Linked DNA regions of Hordeum vulgare: region 1 is linked to region 2. The links are chromatin contacts, called in public Hi-C maps. All regions are on one chromosome and are shown on one strand. Each heading gives the region's core, a stretch centred on a gene start, on an enhancer-like site or on the middle of the called end of the contact. The rest is flanking DNA. Distances are from core to core; before and after follow the strand shown. Region 1 overlaps LOC123445275 (protein ESSENTIAL FOR POTEXVIRUS ACCUMULATION 1). Region 2 holds the start of LOC123445273.

Region 1 (6,814 bases), core at 3,460-5,959, 170 kb after region 2:
AGCCTGGACGACAACAACTACTCCAAGTGGCGCCACCTCTTCTGGTTCGTTCTCTGCAAGTTCCACGTCGAGGAACACGTCCTCGAGGAGGCCGATCCTCTGCACGAAGACCCGGGCTGGCGCAACGACAACATCACGATCACCCTTTGGATCTACGGCACCATCTCTGACGAGCTCTACGACATCATCCAGTCGTCGGAGAGCACGGTGTACCACCTCTGGAGCCAGCTGGAGGTCTTCTTCCGCGACAACGCCGCCGGTCGCGCCATCCACATCGGCGCCGAGTTCTGCGCAACCGTGCAGGGGGACATGTCGGTGGCCCAGTACTACCGTCGTCTACAGCAACTGGCCGACGCCACGGCCGACGTGAGTGAGCCCGTCTCCGACCGCTCCCTCACCCTCCAGCTCGTCTGCGGTCTCACTCGGCGGTTTCTCGTCATGGCCACTCTTCTTCCCATGCAGCAGCCGTTTCCTACCTTCGTGTAGGCTCGCTCCCGTCGCTGGCGCCTCCACCCTCACCGTCGGCCCCGCGGGCGGCTCCTCCTCGGGCGGCTCGTCCTCCACCAATGCCCCGTCGTCTTCCCCGCAGGACAAGGGCAAGGTGCCCCTTCCCGGCGATCGCCAGCACGGCGTGCCGTGGCCGCGGCTCTCCCAGCGCCCCCTCTGGCTCCGCTGGCGGGCGTGGCAACGGCGCCCAACAGCCGTGGTTGGGCTACTTCGCCCCGTGGGGTTCCCCTGCTCCCTCGCCACAGCAGTGGCGTTCCGCGTGGGTGCCAGCCAACTCGGCTGGTGTCATCGGGCCTCGCCCTCCCGCTCCACACCAGGCCTATCCCGTGGCGGTCGGGCAGCCGCCGACTGCGCCGACGTGGGATCAGCAGCAGGCGTTGATGACGCACTTCGCCAACCTCCAGATGCAGCCCCCGTCGACCAGCTCCGACTGGTTCATGGACACCGGCACCACCTCCCACATCACCAGCTCCTCCGGTAACCTCACCAATCTTTCCTCCTCGGTGACTTATACTCTTAGCATCACAGTTGGTAACGGCTCATCTATTCCCGTCATTGCCACCGGTTCTACCTCCCTCCCTCCCTTCACCCTCAACGACATCTTAGTCTCCCCTGCCATTGTTAAAAATCTCATCTCCGTTCGTCGCTTTACTATTGATAATTGGTGCATTGTCTCTTTTGACCCGTTTGGTTCTTTTGTGAAGGACATGGTAACGGGGAAGGTCCTCATGCGCTCCAGTAGCACCGGCGATCTTTAACCGTTCCTCCCCACCACTGGCGGCTCCCTGGCACTCTCCGTTTCAAGCTCCGGCGACCTATGGCATCTACGGCTTGGCCACCCTAGTCGTGCCTCCCTTTCCATTTTAGCTCACAACTTTTTAGACTCGTGTAATAAACTACAAGGTTCCTCTGTTTGTGTATCTTGTAAGCTTGGCAAGCAACCACGATTACCTTTTCCTACCTCCACCTCACCACTGCTCCCTTTCAAATTATACATTGTGATTTGTGGACATCACTCGTTTGTAGTTTTTCCGGTTTTCAGTATTACCTGGTAGTGCTCGATGACTTCACACATTACTCTTGGGTTTTCCCGCTACGTACCAAGTCTGACACCGCCTCTACTCTCTTACGGTTCTTCTCTTACGTCCACACGCAATATAATCTCTCTGTTCAGTGTGTGCAGTGTGACAACGGTGGCGAGTTTCTCTCCTTCCCCCTACGCGACCACCTCTCCCGCAACGGTGTTGTCCTCCGCCTCACGTGCCCACATACCTCCCCTCAGAACGACAAGGTCGAACGTCTTCTCCGCACCACGAATGACGTTCTCTGCACCTTGGTCGTTCATGCCCACATGCCGCCCGAGTTCTGGGTCGAAGCTCTCCACACCGCCAACCATCTCATTAACCGACGCCCCTCGTCCGCCGTCAACAACAACACCCCTACTACCCCCTCCACGGCTCCCACCCCACCTACGACCACCTCCGCGTCTTTGGTTGCCTCTGCTTCCCTAACCTCACCCCGCTCACGCCCCACAAGCTCGCCCCTCGGTCTACCCCCTGTGTGCTTCTTGGCTACCCCCTAGAGCACAAGGGATATCGGTGTCTGGACCTTCGCTCTCGTCGCGTCTACCTTTCTCGCCACGTCACGTTCGACGAGTATAGCTTCCCTTTCGCCGAGCCTCCGCCGCGGCCACCGCACGCAGCACCTGCCGCTCCGACGCCGCCATCCCTCCTTACACACCCACTCCCTGCATGCCCTGCTGCACGTCGTGCACCATGCATGCGCCATGCACCGCCTCCACCCACCGGTCGCCCTGCATGCGCGCCTACAGCCCCACCACTCCCCGCGTGTGGCCCTCCTGCGTGCCTTCCCCCGCACGGCACTACACCGTCATGCAGCCCCCCAGCATCGGCCCCGCCGCCATGCACCACTCCGCCCCTCCCCACTCCACCTGTCGTGTCACCACCTGGCCCGGCTCCACCCACACCGCCTGACCCCATGCCACCTCCACCGCAAATCCCTCCCCGAGCTGTGCGCGTCCCTCCCACCACCAACCAGCATCCCATGCGCACGCGTGGGTAGTCCGGCTACTTCCTGCCCAAGCAACAACTCTCTCTCTCTCTCTCTCTCTCCGTTTCTTCCACCATTAGCCCCATTCCCTCCTCTTACCGTGCCGCCCTTCAGGATCCGAACTGGGCCAACGCCATGCTAGACGAGTATAATGCATTGTTGCGGAATGACACTTGGTCGTTGGTTTCCCGTCCTGCAGGTGCGAATGTGGTGACTGGCAAATGGATCATTCGGCACAAGTTCAACCCCGACGGTACGCTGGCTCGGTACAAGGCGCAGTGGGTGCTCCGCGGCTTCACGCAGCAGGCTGGTGTTGACTACGGCGAGACTTTTAGTCCCGTGGTCAAACCCGCCACGATCCGGGTCGTCCTCAGCCTTGCCACCGGCAGCTCGTGGCCCATTCACCAACTTGACGTCAAGAACGTGTTTCTTCACGGCCATCTCGCCGAGACGGTGTACAGCACGCAGCCCTCCGGCTTCGTCGACTCCACGCGACCTGGGGACGTGTGTCGTCTTCATCGGTCGCTCTACGGGTTGAAGCAGGCACCCCGCACCTGGTTCCGGCGGTTTACCACCTTCTTGGAGTCCCTTGGATTCCTCACCTCCAAGGCGGACTCCTCGCTCTTCTCCATCCACCGCGGCTCCGACACTGCCTATCTTCTCTACGTCGATGACATTATTCTCACCGCCAGCACATCCGCCTTCCTTCGCTCGATCATCGCCTCCCTACACCGAGAGTTTGCCATGACCGACTTGGGGCCTCTACACCACTTCTTGGGCATCAACGTTCATCATACCACCTCCGGTCTCCACCTCTCTCAAGAGCAATATGCACTCGAGATTCTTGACCGTGCAGGCATGCTTAACTGCAAACATGTGTCTACACCCATCGACACCACTGCCAAGCTCTCCGCCACCGATGGTCCTGCCTTTCACGACCCATCTCTTTACCGGAGCTTGGTCGGGGCCCTCCAGTACCTCACCCTCACCAGACCCGACATCTCCTATGTCGTGCAACAATGCTGCCTCTTCACGCATGACCCTCGCGACAGTCACTACCAGCTGGTGAAGCGCGTCCTCCGCTACATTCGTGGCACCGCTCACCTGGGTCTCCACTTTCATCGCTCCACCTCCGGCGACCTCACGACGTACTCGGATGCCGACTGGGCCGGCTGCCCCGACAAGCGCAAGTCCACCTCGAGCTTCGTCGTCTTCCTTGGCGCCAACCTCGTCAGCTCGTCTTCGAAGCGCCAGAACACCGTGTCTCGGTCCAGTGCCGAGGCCAAATACAGAGGGCTCGCCAATGCCGTCGTTGAGTCGAGTTGGCTTCGCCAACTCCTCGGCGAACTTCGTCGCCCACCACCGCACGCCACCATAGTCTACTGCAACAACGTCAGCGCCATGTACATGTCCGGCAACCCCGTCCAGCATCAACGCACCAAGCATATCAAGATTGACCTTCACTTCGTCCGCGAGCGCGTCTCCCTGGGCGAGGTGCACGTCATACACGTCCCGACGACATCCCAATTCACGGACATCTTCACCAAAGAATTGCCAACTTATGTGTTCAACGACTTCCGGACCAGTCTAAACGTTGGTGAGCACCGCGTTTTGACTGCGCGGGGTGTTGGAAGACCGTTTCACCTCAGCCTACTGGCCTAACGTCAGCGCCAAGGCAGCGCCTTCCTATACGCTCGGGAGAGATCGCGCCTTCTCCTGCATGCGCGCCCACGACGTGTTCCACGTCCTGATCCTCTCCCTCTCTCTCGTTTCTGTTGTAACCAACCTTATCCATGTACGTATATATTGCACTCTGTGCCGCGCTATACAAAAGGGTTATGCGATTGAATTATTTTACCAATGATTCAGTTTGTGAATTTCTTGCGTCTTGAGATCATTTCTGTCCATTTTGCATGGGTTGGGTCAGATAGATGAATAGATCCAATCTGGCTCGCATTTTTCTGTCGCCGCAGCAACATGACCCTGCTGCTGCTGCCAGTCTCTCTCTTCATCGGTTCAGATCCGCGCACCTGAGACGGGGTGGGCGGGTAGGATAGAGGTAGACTATGCCGTTTCTGCGGTTCAGTGGAGCGAGTCGCTAGTTTTCAAATGTTGGGCCATGTGGGAACAGCGCGATACCAGTTCTGTCCCGGCTTGCACGCATGTGCTCCACCTGCATACATGACACGACTCCATGCTGAGCACATGCGTCCAAATCACCTGGGGAAAACGATGGATGCCATGATGGGGTTTGTGGAAAGCATGACGGTCTAGCATTTCAGGGCCTCTTTTATTTTCACGGATAAGTAGAAGAAGAAATAGAACAGTAAGGTTACTTTCTTGGATGACATTAGTCATTCATTTGATTCAAAACATTCCTATGCAGTCAACAAAAGTCCCTTTTAACATTCCTATGCACAAACAAGGCAAATGCCATCACTGGAATAGTAACAACCACCTAATAGGACTGTTTGTTTAGGATTCCATGCCTGCCTTCATAATGCTCAGTTTTACTACATAATAAGCAATCTAATTTAATTATTGGGTTTAGATTTTGACATCGTTCAAATCAGCCCTACAGCACATGCTAACTAAGACAAATAATGCCGGGCTTCTCAAAGATTGTAACCGACAAATCATCGCAAGGACGCTATGCTTGCTCAATCAGAGGGAGGGGAAAGAAATGGAAGAGGAATTAAGATGATACTTCCTTGCACTGTACAAGGAGATCACTGACATACATGCCCATGATTCCGGTGTCCTGTACAGATTTCATGTATCCTGTATAAACTCGAGGGCGCAGGTAAACACACCAAAAAAAGCCCTCCCTAATTTCAACTTGAGATTCTGGCTGATCTGGAGTATCCTAAGGCTAATGGGAAAGAACAAAGGGGGGCCAGGCCATGGCCTCCACAGCAAGGAATGTTATCAAAAAACATGTGCAGAGTCTACAGAGGTGAGCATGTACACAAAATGGCAGGACCCAAGCGCGTTAGTCATCGGGGCGGTGGATCTCGCCCATCAAGATGCGGTTGCTGTGGACCTTGAAGCCCAGAAGCGAAGGGTCGATCTGTTTTCCTTTCTTTGCTTTCTTCTTGGTGCCCTTTCCACCAGGGCCGCCGTCAGCGGATTCTGAGGCGTCATACTGCAGGGGAGGCTTCTTTGTGCTCTTGAGCATTTCACTGAACGAAGGACCAGAGGCGTCCTGATTGCTGCTTGGTGGGATGCCAAACGTCCCTGCCTCTTTGTTGGCTGAAGCAGCAGCTTCCACGCCATGGGCTGCTGACGTGACTCCTGATTCCATCTTATGCTCTGCACAACAAGATTACTATATCAGAGGTCTGAAACCATAAAATGGTATAAATCCCATAACATATCATAGAACAGTAAGGAGAACGTTTGAAGCTAAATATAAATGGAAGGTCAGGTGGCTCAAACAGACCAAACTGCTCAACTACAGCAAGTAAGAACTGGCCTATATCTTTCCTTTTTACTATCCATCAAAAGCGAAGTGGTCTTCAGTTGATACGATTAGCTATGTATATACTCCCTCCGTTCGGAAATAACTGACATGGTTTTTTCTAGCTAAAACCACGACAGTTATTTCTGAACAGAGGAAATATATTATTGGACTTAACATTAACATGACTGCCCAGATAAAGAGCTTCACTGAATAAACAACATAGATTCCACAGGAGAAGAAAACCACACAGGTAGGTTGCACATGGCGTACCATCGGAGGATGCAGAAGAAGCATGGCCTGCTTTCTTGGACCTAATGGTTGACGACAGATCTGTTGACGCTGCCTGAGCCTGAGAGGTAGCTGTGTGCGGGTTTGCTGTGCGCTTTAGCAGGGAATGGGAGCTTCCCTTTGAGATGCCAGTATCAACCCTGCATATTGAAAAAAAATAACTGTATTGAGCCTTATACTAGAATCAACTGTGTGTTCACATGCACCACTATGTGTAAACTGACAATAACAATTTGGACAAGTAAAATTACCGAACGTCTCTGGAAAAGTGAGGATAAACAAAGAACAGGGCATGTCTATAAGCAATGGAGAGCCTAGATATCAGGACTTGTATGACTGTGCAAATAAAGTATTATACTGTATATTTGTAGAAACAAAATATATATCTGTAGTGAAAGTTCATTGTGAGGCTTCAAAAAAGGATAATGAAAATAGGGGTGCAGATGAAAAGTTAAGAAAAGTACCAGTTGCTGACCGCTTCAGAAA
Region 2 (6,370 bases), core at 2,177-4,676:
ACGGTGGCCAACTATGTTGTCCTTCTACAATCTTTGCTCTGAAGGTGCAGGCAGCAGGTATGGGCTTCACTCTCAAATCTCTGGCGACAAAGGGTTTTCTCTCAGTTCGGTACAACACGGAGGAACTTTGCTGCAGAGGACGTCTTGGCAAGGGGAAAGGGTCCAGACCTACATCCCCATGTCTATGTGAATATCACTTCTCTTTATCTTGGATGTTCTAATCTTCAGATTTGTCTACTTTCTACATGACGAGTAGTATTCCACGACAATCAGGAAGTGGCCACCGCCAGTGTCCTTTTACTCAAAATTATCCACGTTAATCTATGCATGGATGCTCGTCACTGAACTTTGCTTTTTTACTGCCTTCTACCGTGAAGTCCTTACTTTTTGTTGAATGTTGATCTATGCTACAAATCTGTGCATATGTTCTTTTACTCAGTTTATTCATGTTGCAGGATAGCAATCTTTGCATATGTTCTGCATGAAGGCCAATCGGTCGGTATATTTTCTTCATATTCCATCTCTAATTAGTGATAGTTACTTCTGGCATGGAGATCGTGCACAAGTTAAAGTTCAGCTTAGCGGGCAATGTAAACTAAAAGTTACACGCAAAGATAATTATACACAATCTGTTAAAAACAACATGCATTCTTATCTAGATTACTGTTCCATCTGAGACAGACATGGTTTCATTCTAATCTGCATTGTGCGAGTATGTAAAAAATTTGGATTGCACAATATCCATATTTGTTTATTGTCTCCACAAGGATTTTTCTATTGTAAAGTAGAAAGGCGAGAGGAGGATGTTGTGCTTAATGTGAATCATCATCAGTTATTTATTTATTTTGTAATTGTTTATTTCCGTTGTCATGATTTTTTTAACTAAATCCATTTTGATATTTTCCTCAAACAGGTTCCAAAACGATGACTTCATCTACTCTTTCCTAATGTATGGTATTCACTTTGGATCGATGGAAAACTTAAACTTCTGAAGGATCCTTATCAACTATTAGAGAGGTAAATATCAGCTTCCCTCGCTGATTCTCTGTCGGCTACTTGTTGTAACTACTCTGCACATAACTCAATGAGGCTCTGCTGCATCATCGGTTGGGGCTCTGCATCTCGTGTCAATGGGTACAGCTAGTGTCAACCCTTTTGCTCTGCTCCTGTATGTATGACCTAGGTTGGTGATCATCTTCTGGTGGAACCCTATGATAGTACTCCATCCATTCTGCAATGAAATATTACCCGTTGAAGGTGTTGTATTTCGTGCAGGTTGCAGCTTTTAGCTATGGCGGTTTATAATTTTTCTCCCATGTTGGCAAATAGTTGATGTGTCAACATGTTCTCTAAGACAATATTGATGTAGATTATCGTCTGTTTCGTTTACTGTCAAACATATATTCTTTATCTACACAAACTTAACTTTTATTTTCACAAGCCCATGCATTAAAAAAATTCCTATCATCCAACTGGAAAAATTCATGGGCGCTGCAACGCGCGCCATCAATGTTCTAGTATGAGAAGAAAATAAGGAATGTGCCTGCGCGGACGCACAAATAGGGGCTCAAGACGGACACGCCGGTCACTACCCAGACGCATCCACGGGCGTTTAGGAGGTCATATTTGCTAAGTCCGGTTGTAGATGCACTAACTAGGATTTCGAGGAAAGAATGAACGCTCACCCGCACAACAATGAAATTTTAGTAGCATACCTTTTCCCCCTTAACTTTTTCTTTGTTTTTTGAAAGTCCTCCTAGCACAATATGTGGTTTGACCGCATCAACCTGTGGAATAACATCAAAGTCCAACAATAAAAAATAAATTTATTTCAAGAAAAACAACTCATGGTCGTATGACGTAATAGTCTCGCATGTTTCTGAGAACATTACAATATCCAAGTTCCATATTTCGATTGCAGGATCCATGGTGCCAACAGCAATGAAATTCCCTGTAATAAAAATAGATGATTAAGCCTTAAATGTTTTATTTATTTTACAGAAAGAAGTGGGCACTCTTTGCTACTATAACTCAAGTGGCACCACAATTTTACCTTCTTTCTTGGCATCGGTAAAGTTAAAATCCATCCAAGCTGTGCAGAGTGGAAAATCTGAGAGAGGGACCTCATGATGAACATACATATTAAGATCCCCGTCCTCCAATTCTTCCACTATACTAACCTGTCACAGATAATAAAGTTTTACATGTCACATTTTGACATGCATATAATTGGGCATACATACTATATGAGCTAGTAATGTCCAGCACAGAGAGGGAAATGCAGGGTTAAAATGTGAAATAAGCACATCCGCATCCAGATGCTTGTGCTGGACATCAACCAAATTTGAGAATGCAAATTTATTTAGTCCAATCAGAATAATGCTCCACATAAAGATTTCCCCTTTGTGTTCTTTTTAGAAGAAGACTATCAAAAATTCAAAATCAGAAGAAAATAGCGACAGCAACATTTTTTAGCAAATGCAGAGAAAAGAAGTTGCCAACTTGACACTTGCCTGAAGAGAATTGAACTCATCGTCGTTATGTGCACAAACAATCAGCATGTCAGTAGGTTTGATAGCCATGTCCTCAATCTCCTCGTCGTCCTCATCACCATCATCATCCTAATAAAGCAGAGAAGGTGGCTCATTCACCTCCAATATAATGTGATAGCTGGTACCAGTACCACCACCAAGAAGAAAGAAGACAATACTGTATCTCCTTCACGGCAAGAGAAATCAGATCATACTCACGTCGTTGTTCCTGACGAGATGAGGGTCCTCTTCGTTGCTTGCATAGTACAAACCCCCGCTCCCGGTACTGAGAAGCTCAGGCTCTGACGCAAAATCCAAACTGCAGTTCAAGCAGCAGCCACACACAAAGACGAGACCTGATCGAATTCGATAGCAGCAAAGTGGGCAGGGCAACAGGAGCACCAACCGTAGTCCTCGTCGTCGTATTCCTCCATGTGGAGCTCCTCGAGCCCATCGGAGGCACCGACGACGACGGCGCCTCCCGAGCCGGTCCTCCCGAGCGCCTCGGCGGCGGCCTTGGCCCGGGCGACCTCCTGGTCGGCGCCGTCGACCTCCATCTCGCCATCGTCTGCGTCGGCGTCATTTCCAGCATATCTGAGAGAAAAATGCACGGTGATGAGCTTATCGTCGCGGCGGCCGCGACGGGGGCGGGCGAAACGGAGGAGGGGAAACGGAGGCTCGCTCACTGTGTGACGAGGGCGATGGTCCTCATGGCCTCGTCGATCTCCTCCTGCGTGGGCGGGTCCGCCTGGATGGGGGCGCTCCTGGCGGCGCCCCTGGGCACCCAGGACATGGACGAGATCATCTCCGGCGCGGCGGGCTTGGTGGCGCGAGCAAGGGCGGTGGAGTGGGATGGGGAGGGGACAGCGGTGGGGAACAGGGCTTTGCTTTTTTGTTTTTCAGGGAAAACGAGGGTTTTTTGGGCCCGGGGCGGCAGGTGGGCTTGTATTGGGCTGGGCTAGGCCGAGCGGGGGCGGTGTGCCGTGTGTCCCAGCCCACCTGCGCTCGGCTTTTGTTCTACTCTCGTTGTTCTTTTTTCCGAGAGTTCCTTTTCTTATTTCTCAAGAGAGAGAGAGAGAGTTCTTCTTCTCGGCGTGGACGTGTGTTTGGTGCGTGCACCGCCATGGCATGGCATGAAAGCAAACTCTAGCAGATCCTGCATCCGTCCGGCCCGCAAAACAGGTTTGCAGTTCGCAGAAAAACGTCTTTGCGGGCTGGCGCACGACCGCGGATGCAGATCCTGCATAACGAACCCGTAAAAAGCATATTCGTGAAATATGCTTTTTCAGACCCGTGCGGGTTGAAGTGTCCCTTTCATCAACCGCTTTCGTTTATATGCGGGGCACCGCAACGGCGAGGAGAAACCCCGCGTAGGGTTGGGACCGAGATTTTGCCGCGTCCTGCAAAAATATTTACGGACCGGGGCGGGATGCGGGGTTTGATCGGGTAGGTTTTTACGTCCCGACCCCATTTTAACGGATATTTTCTGGATCGAGACGGGATGCGGGTCTGATAAAGTTGCTCAGGATAGGATAAAGGTTAGAGTAGGACACTGCCGAACCGAACAGGAACAGCCATGCCAATGGCGTGGTCCCAAAGATCCTCGGCCGCATGGGCAACGCAGTGTGGTTGGCGGGCGCAGGCGGCTCCGCCTCCAGGCTCATGCATGCATGCATATATGCGCGAGCAACGTGGCTGTGAACCACGGGCGAGTGGAAAGAAGGGTGCTGCTTCCGGGCGGCCAACCCCGGGACGGCATCGGAGGGAGAGCGATTGCCCACCGGACGGACCTAACTACTAGTATACGATTCCTATTTCTCAAAAAAAAAAAAAAAAAAAAAAAACTCCCTCGTGCATGGTTGCTGCCCGTCAGGATCATTAGGGAACTGCGGGGATCCAACAAAAAAATAGATGCTACAACAAAATAGCGCCGGTATTAGAGCATCTATAGTCAGACCCTTCAAATTATGTTTCATATGTCCGTAAACGCGTCCGATCAATGATAGTATAAGAGGAAGAATGAAAAAAGCTATCCAACCGAATCTCTCCTATCATCGATATATATCCGGATTATTCATAAATCCTCATATCCACTACTCCCTCTGTTCCTAAATATAAGTCATTTAAGAGATTTGACTAGTGGTCTACATACGGAGCAAAATGAATGAATCTATATTCTAAAGTATGTTTATATACATCCGTATGTAGTCCACTAGTGCAATCTATAAAAAGACTTATATTTAGGAACGAGGGAATAGTTTATTTAGCATGACAATTTTTAGGATGCTATAACGTGCCATTAGCGTCATTGTATTGCGTTTTTTTTCCAGTGGATACAACTCCAGCTCCAAGCGGTGACTGCTGCCTCCACTGGCTCCTGTCCCTGCGGTGCCAGCATGCGTATTATTCCTTTAGTTTAACACTTTTTAAATTGTTTTTTCCTGTATTATGTACTGTAGTAATGTTTTTTCTAAAAAAAAAGAGGATAGCCCCCGGCTGTACTGTAGTAATATACCAACCTCAAATACAATTACGCATTCGCGCGTGTACAGGACAGGAGCATTGACTCGATCGGCCCTGAAACTAGTCACATCCTACATATCTCCGGCCACCCACATGATTTGGACAGATGGTAATGGAATCCACACACGCATCTCATCGATCGGTGCAGTGCAAAGAGAACAATTAATCAGCGACCAAAAAGAAGAGGGAAATGTCATTTTGATGTGCTCAAACTTAAAACCACGATTTAAATTTAAAACAGTAAAACTGAACCTAAACTCAGCCCTCTCACGCCTCGTCATTTTTGACCGTCCATTTTAGAAGTAACCCTAGCCGTCCATATCGGTTCACCGATAGGCTACGTCCAATCGTCCCATGACCAGGGGCGGAGCTGCATCTGCATTTACCCTGTTGCATCTTTACTAATTTAGGCCAATGCATCCATGCATACGTTTGATCTAAGTGTTAAAGTATCAGTGCAAAACACAACTTGACCCTGTTGCCTGTGCAACAGGGTAGCTGCATGTAGCTCCGCCCGTGCCCATGACGTGTAGAAGGAAGCCTTCTGAAGAATCGATGTATACTTCAATATGTTCAAAGGTCGTCTATAACATGTTCACCTTATACGTAACCGATCAAGTTGTAACCCTAAACCCTTTGATGCCTATATAAACCGATGGATAGGGCATATAGACGATATACAACGATTTTATGGTAGACCAACCTGTATTTTGTACTTCATCTTAAATCAATACAACACATGCAAGACATAGGATATTATTTCTAAGGAGAGCGAGAGCCTGGGTAAAACCCTTCTTGTCACCGATACCATCGCGACAAGACTAATAGCACGATACCCCTACCCGAGATCTATTAGATTTTACTTCATAATTGGTGGCCCATACAGGCCCCGCTATGTATGGGGCAATATCGTGATCAGATCAGTGCCAGCATGACCTTTTTGCCGGACCAAACATTGGTTTTCAGTATATATGTTACTACTTTATATTACTCCTTGTTGTGAATAGTCTTATACGATCCTCAGATGGATGGTTGTGGCTCCAGATACGTGAATAAATGAATGACCCTGATTGTATGTCTCACGGAAATCGTGTCCCGCAGATCGGGTATGTAGCTGCTTTAATTTGTGTGTCGTATGCTTGGAGCGACACCACAAAGTCAGCAAGAAAGAAATGGGTCACCGTGGGCGAACGGTTGGGGGTTGGATGGTTGCCAAGCTCGATATGTGTGTCCTGCTTGGAGCGACTTACGCATTTGCAGAGGCTGCGAATGCATGCTACTGCTACTAAATCATTTCATTTTCTTCCTCGTTTTCT

What was found. A called contact is a pair of places that touch in the nucleus more often than the background predicts.
Region 1: a Hi-C map of seedling shows a contact between it and region 2, with 2.0 times the contacts expected there. The contact joins the enhancer-like site here to the promoter of LOC123445273 in region 2. A contact is called at or near these places in 1 of 6 Hi-C or Micro-C datasets (seedling) and 1 of 1 datasets of contacts at active chromatin or transcription factors (embryo).

Annotation. Positions count from the first base shown.
Region 1 is chr3H:577,807,097-577,813,910 of MorexV3_pseudomolecules_assembly, forward strand. LOC123445275 (protein ESSENTIAL FOR POTEXVIRUS ACCUMULATION 1) reads right to left here. Exons shown (of 10, transcript XM_045122240.1): 8 at 6,793-6,814; 9 at 6,311-6,468; 10 at 5,273-5,889. The coding sequence ends at 5,570. Among protein-coding and RNA genes, the nearest start is that of LOC123445275, 8.6 kb to the right of the region's middle. Within about 2 kb of position 4,710, at least 3 of the 3 cell types and tissues checked have open chromatin away from gene starts, as enhancers often do. A contact at or near this core is called in seedling, where this site is marked.
Region 2 is chr3H:577,640,604-577,646,973 of MorexV3_pseudomolecules_assembly, forward strand. It overlaps LOC123445273, which reads right to left and starts at 3,427. Exons shown (of 16, transcript XM_045122237.1): 1 at 3,218-3,427; 2 at 2,938-3,125; 3 at 2,751-2,833; 4 at 2,514-2,621; 5 at 2,054-2,180; 6 at 1,893-1,951; 7 at 1,716-1,787. The coding sequence starts at 3,336.